2 separate regions of the Pan troglodytes genome follow, and region 1 is linked to region 2. Evidence: chromatin contacts called from public Hi-C data. All regions are on one chromosome and are shown on one strand. The core of a region is the stretch at or near the end of the contact, and the rest is flanking DNA. Distances in the headings are between cores, read along the strand shown. Region 1 holds the start of ADAM10 (ADAM metallopeptidase domain 10). Region 2 has its middle 92 kb from the start of AQP9.

Region 1 (4,229 bases), core at 188-2,687, 520 kb after region 2:
AGAACACACCGGAAATAAAAATCGTTGTCTTCAAAACCCGAAACAAGAAATGACATGCTTTTAGCAAATTTGACTTTCATGTGCAGCGGGGAGGGGGCACTGTTTTGACAATCCACTAACTACACTGTACATCTACTCCACCTGAAAGTTTAACGAAACTCTTCAAGTTGGGTCACCCAGGGACCGAACTTCTACTCTAAGAGACCCAATCCAGCCTACAAATCAAAGAACATCCCCAAATGGTTTACCCTTCTCCCGACCAAACCCTTTCCCCTGGGCGACAAAATGTTTTCAATGAACACCAACACACCCTCCTGTGATCTCTCTCCAAACACAGGACACAGGAAGAACCGAGGCCACTAGTCTCAGATAAGCGGGTGATGACTGCTGCCACTCCACGGGCGGCCCCTCTGCAGAATGGGGTCGGTCAGGACCGGCGCGCCGGGTAAAGAACAATACACGAGCCCAGCTGCAAACAACACAACTTCCCACGAGTCTGCGCGGCGGGTCTCGGCGGCGGAGAGGACTTCGGAATCCGCCACCGGGCAGGGGCTGGGGGAGGAATGGTGAGCAGGATGAGCGCTGAACGAGGACGGCGAGACCGCCAGCCTCGCTGCGGCTGCCTGCACCGGCGCCCGCCGAGCAGACTGGAGGGATGCAGCCACCAGCCTGGGTTCCACCGCTCTCACCAGGCGACGCGGATGCCCCGACTTCGCTTCTCTGGGAGGCGACCCCCGCCTCCCGGGGCTGCCAGGGCGGTGGGGGGCGGGGAAGGCCTCGCCGGAGGCTTGGGAGCCTCCTCGGCCCGCCACCGAAGGGAAAGCGGTCGGGGCGCGGGGGACAATAGGGAGCGGGGAGCGCGGCCCGCCAGAGTGGCGCCGCTGGCCGGCTGGGCTGACTGACGCGCACGCCGCGAGGCGCGACTGGGCTCCGCTCGGCCCGGCCGCCGCTCCGCCGTGGTCGCGGCGCCCCCGGCGCTCGCAGTCGTGCCTCACCTCCCATCCCCGCCGCCCAGGAGAGGAGCAGAATTAACACTCTCAGCAACACCATCTTCCGCTGCCGCCGCCTCCTCACGGGTTAACAGCAGCACATCGATCCGGAGGGAGAAGCTGAAGGGGCTTGGTCCGGAGCCTCCACGGGAAGCCGGGACCTCCCCTGGCAGGAGAAACGGCGAAGCACCTCCCTCTCGCTCCACTTCAGGGGCCGGCAACGCTCCTAGCTCCTCCAAAACAGGGACCTCCCTCCCCCTCGTTCGTTTCCTTCCTCCCTTCCCCGCTTTCCTTCCCTTGCTCGTTCCCTCTTCTCTCCCCCCCTCCCTCGAAACTCAGACCTCCGCCTCCTTCCTCACCACGTGACGCGCGGGCACCCAACTGGCACGCGGAGCCGCGCCCCTACCTCCCGCCCCTACCCGTCCCCCAGGCGCTTCAGGGGCGCGCGCATGCGCGCGGGGGACGGTTCCCGTGCTGCTAGGCCTGCCGCCGCTTCCTGTCCGCCGGCGGAGAGCTGGGATTGGGCTTGGGAGGCGGGGTTTGTCCTGGTCCCGCCCCGGGGCGGGAGCGCTCCTACACGGAGATAGTGCTCCGCTACGTGTTAGAGCTGCTGAGGACCTTCCCTTGGGCTAAAATGGTCCGTGGAAGATGTAAGCGGGGCTGCTTTCCACTTCTTAAAGTCACAAGTAACAGAGGTTTTTTTTCTTCTTTTTCTGCCTCTCTTGGTGCACCACAGCTACCAAGTAAACAAAAAGTCCCAACAAGCAGTAATTACAGCGGCAGCTGCCCCAGTGATGCGAACATAAATGCAAAGACCTTCAAGCAGCAGGAAAAAAAGACACCGTGTCCGAGATGTAATTTTCCGAGCTCTTTACAAATTTATGTCACAGACTAAGGCTTTAGCCTTTGCAAAAGCATGCAACCTGAACCAGACTGTCTTGAATCTCCAGTCCAGAAAATGTCCTCTTTTTTCTCTCTCTGTCACATCTTTGAAGCGAATCCACGCACATCTTCTCCCCAACTTCTTAAAGCTTGTGTTTGTTTTCTCGTAACTCATTTTGATTCTTTAAACTTGGATGTCATGAACTAGAACTTTTTATGGCCATTTAATTAGATATTCTTCATCTATTTGGTATCGTGCTTGAGTAGGCCGAATTAGGGAGAGTGTGTGTGTGCGTGTGTGTGTGTAAATTGTTTTGTTTTGCTTTCTAAAGACAAGGTCTCCGCTGTCTCGCCAGGCTGAAGTGCAGTGGTGTGATCATAGCTCACTGTAACCTCCAACTCAAGCGATCCTCCCGCCTCGGCCTCCCACAAGTGCTGGGATTACAGGCGTGAGCCACTGCGCTCGGCCTTAATGTTATTGATACTGTAATAAACTGGAATTCCTATACTGTTACCTGTATATTTTATACCATTTATTACCATTAACATAAGTGAGAATTTTTTTTTTTTTTTGAGACGGAGTTTCGCTCTCGTTGCCCAGGCTGGGGTGCAATGGTGTGATCTCGACTCACCGCAACCTCTGCCTCCCAGGTTCAAGCGATTCTCCTGCCTCAGCCTCCCAAGTTGCTGAGATTACAGGCATGCACCACCACGCCCAGCAAATTTTTTGTATTTTTAATAGAGACGGGGTCTCACCATGTTGGTTAGGCTGGTCTCGAACTCCCAACCTCAGGTGATCCGCCCGCCAGCCTCCCAAAGTGCTGGGATTACAAGTGGGAGCCACCGAGCCCGGCCATAAGAGTCTTCTTTAATTCTCAGTTTGAGAAATGAATGATTCTAGTTTTGCTGCAACATTAATAAGCTCAAAAACGGACGTTTCAAAACCATCATAATTGTATCCATTTATAATGAGATACATGGAATCATCAAAGGATGGCAGAATCTCACGAATGGTTTTTTTTTCCTTCATTAAAATATTCAGTCTTAGGAAATAGTTACCTGCAGACATTACATCGCATATCACCTGTGCTTTTTACTAATCTCTTGTGGTAGTGCTGTCAACAAATGATATTTTTATTTTCCAGCTCTTAAACCACCTTATAGCATGTTTTCTGTTGCACAGTATTTTTATAATGAATTCCAGTGATTAGAGGCAAATGGCACTTTCCCTTAAAATTCAACTGGAAAAAACTCCAAAGCCATATTTTGCATTACTAAGATGATTACTGAAAATTACACTTATAAAGACTGTATTTTTTTTTTTAATTTTTAAAATGTATTTATTTTGGCCAGCCACGGGGCTAACAGCTGTAATCCCAGCACTTTGGGAGGCCAAGGTCCGCAGATCACTTGAGGTCAGGAGTTTGAGACCAGCCTGGCCAACATGGTGAAACTCCGTCTCTGCTAAAAATACAAAAATTAGCCAGGCGTGATGGCGGGCGCCTGTAGTCCCAGCTACTCGGGAGGCTGAGGCGGGAGAATGGCGTGAACCCGGCACGCAGAGCTTGCAGTGAGCCGAGGTCGCGCCACTGCACTCCAGCCTGAGCGACAGAGCGAGGAAAAAAAAAAAAGCCGGGCGTGGTGGCCTGTGCCTGTAATCCCAGCTAATCTGGAGGCTGAAGCAAGTAATCCCAGCTACTCAGGAGGCTAAGGCAGGAGAATCACTTGAACCTAGGAGGCGGAGGTTGCAGTGAGTCGAGATGGCGCCACTGCACTCCAGCCTGGGAGACAGAGCAAGACTCTGTCTCAAAAAAATTAATTAATTAATTAATTAAAAATAAAAATCAAATAGCCAGTGCAGTGGTATGCACTTGTAGTCCCAGGTACTCGGGAAGCCGAGATGGGAGGACTGTTTGAACCCTGGAGGTTGAGGTTGCACTGAGCTGTGATCACACCACTGCACTCCAGCCTGAGTAACACAGACAGACCTTGTCTCAAAAAAAAAAGAAAAACTGTATTTTTTTTATTTGTCAAGCACGAATGGCACTACATACCAGCATGCACGAATGGCATTACATACCAGCATGATAATGAATGGTATTCCAGTGTTACAAGTTTGGGCTACTATTTTAACTTAATTCATTATTGATATTTTGCAAATGTATGGAAAACTGATGAAATATTAAAGTATAAGGTCTGCATCTACACTATCACAGACTGCCTGGGTTTCACTCCTAGCTCTGCCATCTATAAACCGTGTGACTTTGGCCAAGTTTTTTTTGCCTTCTAACCTCAATATTTCTTTTCTTTTCTTTTCTTTTTTTTTTTTTAGACAGGAACTCGCTTTGTCACCCAGGC
Region 2 (4,493 bases), core at 815-3,314:
ACACTCCTGGGTGACAGGCTCTGGATCCCATCCCCACCCCAGAGAATCCCACACCCAGTCTAGGCCAGGTGCCTGTTCTACTCTGGTGCAGGCTGCTTTAGCCACTGTTGGGGAAGGGAAACGCTGGGCGTGTGGAGAGTGAGGGTTGGCGGCTTGCAAGGGGTCCTGGCAAGTGAGAAGACCAGTGGGTTCAGAGAGAATTAGAATTCCGTGATATATTCCAAGGAAACTCAGGCCTAGGATCTAAATGGAGAATGGAATGCAGCCAGGGGCTGGGAAGTATGAACTGGAATCTTTGCCTTCAATTTGCACATGATAACAATGCCCCTGAGACTAACATCTGGATAACAGAGCACTTGTACACACAGCATCTTGTTTGACTCTTATACCCACCTGGTAACATATAATTATGATCTCAATTTTACAGACCAGGAAAGCTAGCCCTAGGGAAGTGAAATGACTTTCCCCAAAGAAGCAGCAATAAGTGGGCTTTGAGTCTTCTGATCCCAGAGTATGTTGATGATAAAATAACTCATGAACTTTAGCAATTATTTCAGAATTCTCATGCTGCGGAATTAACAAAATAAAAAGAAAATAAAGAATATATAAGAAAAAAAGATTTACCTATGTAAAAGCAACCCCACTTACATCCCCTAATGTGAACTCCTAATCCTTGGGCCTAAAAATTGTGGAACTCGGTATGATAATGGACATGATGAATTGTGTCTGATTAATAAATTTCTTACAAGTTTTATTTATTATCACCTAATAAAATCTATACACATGATATTTTCACACGTCATGTTCTTCATGGTATCTGCTTACAATAGTTGCATATTCTCTAAGGGACTGCAGTATTCAATTATTTTATTAGGCTCATAATACTTCACAAGATAAAGCATAAAGCAAATATAAAGAGATGGTTTTTGCTCCAAATTGATGCTGAATTCTAAATAAGGACGATAGTATGAGACAAATTAATGTCTTTATAATTTGGCTTGTAAGATACAATTCCCAAAAGTGAGGCTCTTACCACACACAAAAATATGGAGAGGGGAGGGAGGAACCCGACTTAATTTAGGTACACTGCCACCAGGTGGAGGCCGAGTGCCACGGACTGTGAAGTCCAAAACAATAGGTGGAGGATTTGTTAAAATTACGGACTGTAGCTCTGGGTTCAAACCCTACAGACTTGTAATCACAAACGTTTCCATTTTTTATGTATTAGAAACATTTACTGGAAAATAAAATTCAAGCTAGTGATATACAAACATTTAAAACAGCTCTTTAGAAGGGTTTTACAAACTAAAACTATAGTTATACATCTTTCCCTTCAATCTCTTAAGGTTCTTTTTCTCACAAACACCTTCAAAGAAGGTGAATATTGATCCCTCCTAATGTTGTTTTAGTGTGAAACCCCTAAGATATCTGGAATGGGTTTGATGAAAACTTCCAAAGCTCCATTTCAGGCTCTGACCTCTTAGTCTCTCCTTCTCTCGGCCAGTATAAGAAATAGCGGTGAAGGGAATTGGAAGGATAGCGGTGGTGAAGGCTATGGAGGGAGACCGACTGTCCCCGTTTACCCAACACTGCCCCAGTGTTAGCACTGAAAGTCCCACACCCAGGGGCACCCCTAGTCCCAAGCAGACCAAAAGAAAAATATAGGCTTTCATTTCAGACTTGCTGCTCTAAGACCTTCATCTCTTCCCAATAGAAAAAAGCCAAATACTCCCCTATCTGATGAACCCCTCAAATCTCATGTATAAAAACCCTCCTTCGGTGTGAGTCTTTGCTGTGAGGTTAAGATTGTGCTTTGCATTTTAGGTGGAGGCAGGTATGATGTGTAGTAGATACACAAATGTATAGAGGCTGGTGAAGTTGCAGCGGGGAGCAGGTGGACAAGCTGTTTCAGGTAAACAGACAGGGCCTCAAGGAAGTCCCTCAGTTTATCATGCCAACCTCTTTGGACACCTTGAGGCCTCTGATGAGGCTGCCTGGTGGCAGGGAAGCAGGAGAGAATCTGCTCCAGCTGACACAGGATGTGACTCTGGAACAGAGGCTGGAGGCTCCTGGAAGGGATATATTTAGCCCAGCTCTGTTAATAGCTGACCCCTTGGATTGCCTCAGGAATGTAGCAAGCAGAGTTCTTCATGGTGAAATAACACATACAGGCTTATAACTTGAAAAGAAAACTGTCTTCAAGGAATGACCTTACAAAGAATGACTCCACAGGGACCAGATGAAAATGTTAATGTTATTTTGTGCATTGCTTTCCTGAGCACTTTATATCCATTATATTCATTTCCTGTATTCTTTCATGTAATTGGTACAACCATAATTTAGCTTTTCTTCAGGGCAAGAGTTCTTTGTCAAGTTCATGTTCTCGGGCAGAGTCCTAACAAATCCTGCAGGTATAGTACACCTGGTACCTGCCGACGACTATTGAGGAGGAAAGCCACAGGATGTGGTAACATTCTCAAAAACAGAGATCTAGTTAGAATTACCTCCAAATCCTGCAAAGAATGAAACGGAGATGCTGACCATGGGAGCAATGTCCCACTGGGATGGCAGGGAGATCTCACGTGGTGCCTACCAGGGAGCGGGTTGGGGGGCGGAGTTGGGGGCGGGGAGAGCACGGGAGTTCCGAGTGCTGAAGACTGCAATGGGAACAGACAAGGAACAAGGCAACACAATGGCACAAACACTGTTAGAACAAGACATTTATTTATTGAATCTGAAGCAGGAGAACTGAAGACAGCTGAGAAATATGGTTGAGTTCCTAACTCGACAATGAATAAGCAGACTGTAATTTACAATTGCATGGGTGTTAGGCTGCCATGTGTTACGTAAATAGCTGTGGGTCCCTTTAAGAACAGAAATCCAGTGAGGACAAGGCCCTTTTGTGATACAGACTGGCTCTCCTGACTCAGACCTATCTTGTTTTGCAGGGAATAAAAGGAAGCCCACTTGGATAGAGCTGCCAGATAAACTAGAGGACACCCAGTTAAGTTTAAATATCAGGTAAACAACAAACAAAATATATTTTTAAAATAAGTGGGTCCCAAATATTGCATAGGACCTACTTATACTAAACATGTTATGTGTTGTTTATCTGAAATTCAAATTTAACTGGGCATCCTATTTGCCAAATCTGTAACCCTACACCTGGGATCAAAAAGGAAAAGATAATGAGAGGGGAAGAGAAGCATTGCCATTAAGGCAAAGGAACAGGCACTTGTAGCAACATCAGAAATGCCCAAGAATAGGGGAGAAGCTCAAACAGTCAGAGAGCGTAGGGGCATGGAGAAGAAATGCTGGCCTCAGTAGCAAAAGCTCCCAAGAACCCCTCCAAATAGCTTCAAAGTTTTTCAGCTCACCTTGTTCCTGTTTGAGTGAATGGCCAGGTATTGAAAATTATTTTATTGGCCTTCTTGGGGCATATAACATTCTTTTTTTAATAGTAGAAGGCTGGACTTTCAAACTTAACTGGGCATTCCTGGCAAAATTCCTCTGATTAAAGACCCACTCAAATGAAGTCAAAGTGGGCTGGCTGGTGGGCTGGGAGAGGGTAGAGAGGTGGAGTTATAAATCCAGAAGGATGAAGAGAACAGGAGGGGATGTAGAAAGCAGACCCTGATGGAATTCTGGAAGTGGGAGAGCAGATAGGTGGAAAGGAGATCACCACTCTCCAAGGAGAGCCTACCGAGCTGGCAGGGACTTGAGCTCAGAGGGGCCAGGCACCCAGATGAAAGGAGAGTGGCATTTATCTTGAGGTCCTTGTGCTAAAGAGTAGAAACCAGCAGCCCCCACTCCCTTCACCAGTGGCCGACTGGGAGTCCCTTGGTGAGGAGACTAGAGAGTTGTTCTCTGCAGAAACTGGAAGGTAGAGAGGCTTCAGTCTTGGGAACTCCAGGTATAACAGAGCACAGAAGCAAGTCAGGTGGGCTGAAAACATTAGGAGCGATGGGATTGAACACGGGCACCTTCCTCTGCCCTGAACACACACTGAAGTCTCCAGCCCAGCCCCAGGCAGGGGAGAGGAAGGTTCCTCCCCAGAGAAAGGGAATGGCTGCAGAGAAGGAGCTGGAACTCCAGCTATAGCAGAGCACAGAAGCAAATCGGATGAGCTGAAAGAGTAGGAGCGATGGGATGGAACACAGTCAACTTCCTCTGCCCTGAATACACACTGAGGGCTCCAGCTCCGCCCCAGGCAGGGGAGAGGAAGGCTCCTCCCCAGAGAAAGAAAATGCCCACAGAGAAGGGGCTTCCACATATCGCCCTCACCCCAATACACAAAAATAACTCACAGAGCTTCCAATCAGTTTATTTCTGCCACAATCTTAAATATAAACAAACAACCAAGGATCATCAGCCATTGGAGGGAACTTCCCACCCTCCTCTAGAAGCCCCCCAACCAAAGGACCAAAAGAAGAAAAAAAAGTAAATGAATAGATGAAAGTGTCAGATACAGAGGGTGGACTTTAAAACTTCTA

What was found. Hi-C and Micro-C count contacts between places; a contact is called where the count stands out from the background.
Region 1: a Hi-C map of induced pluripotent stem cells shows a contact between it and region 2, with 2.2 times the contacts expected there. The contact joins the promoter of ADAM10 here to the enhancer-like site in region 2. A contact is called at or near these places in 3 of 7 Hi-C or Micro-C datasets (induced pluripotent stem cells and stem cell-derived neural progenitor cells), 1 of 1 datasets of contacts at active chromatin or transcription factors (stem cell-derived excitatory neurons) and 1 of 1 other capture datasets (stem cell-derived neural stem cells).

Annotation. Positions count from the first base shown.
Region 1 is chr16:50,759,188-50,763,416 of NHGRI_mPanTro3-v2.0_pri, forward strand. ADAM10 (ADAM metallopeptidase domain 10) reads right to left here and starts at 1,438. Exons shown (of 16, transcript XM_001172405.6): 1 at 996-1,438. The coding sequence starts at 1,050.
Region 2 is chr16:50,242,642-50,247,134 of NHGRI_mPanTro3-v2.0_pri, forward strand. No RefSeq gene overlaps it. Among named protein-coding and RNA genes, the nearest start is that of AQP9, 92 kb to the left of the region's middle. Within about 2 kb of position 2,065, at least 10 of the 24 cell types and tissues checked have an H3K27ac peak or open chromatin away from gene starts, as enhancers often do. A contact at or near this core is called in induced pluripotent stem cells and stem cell-derived neural stem cells, where this site is marked.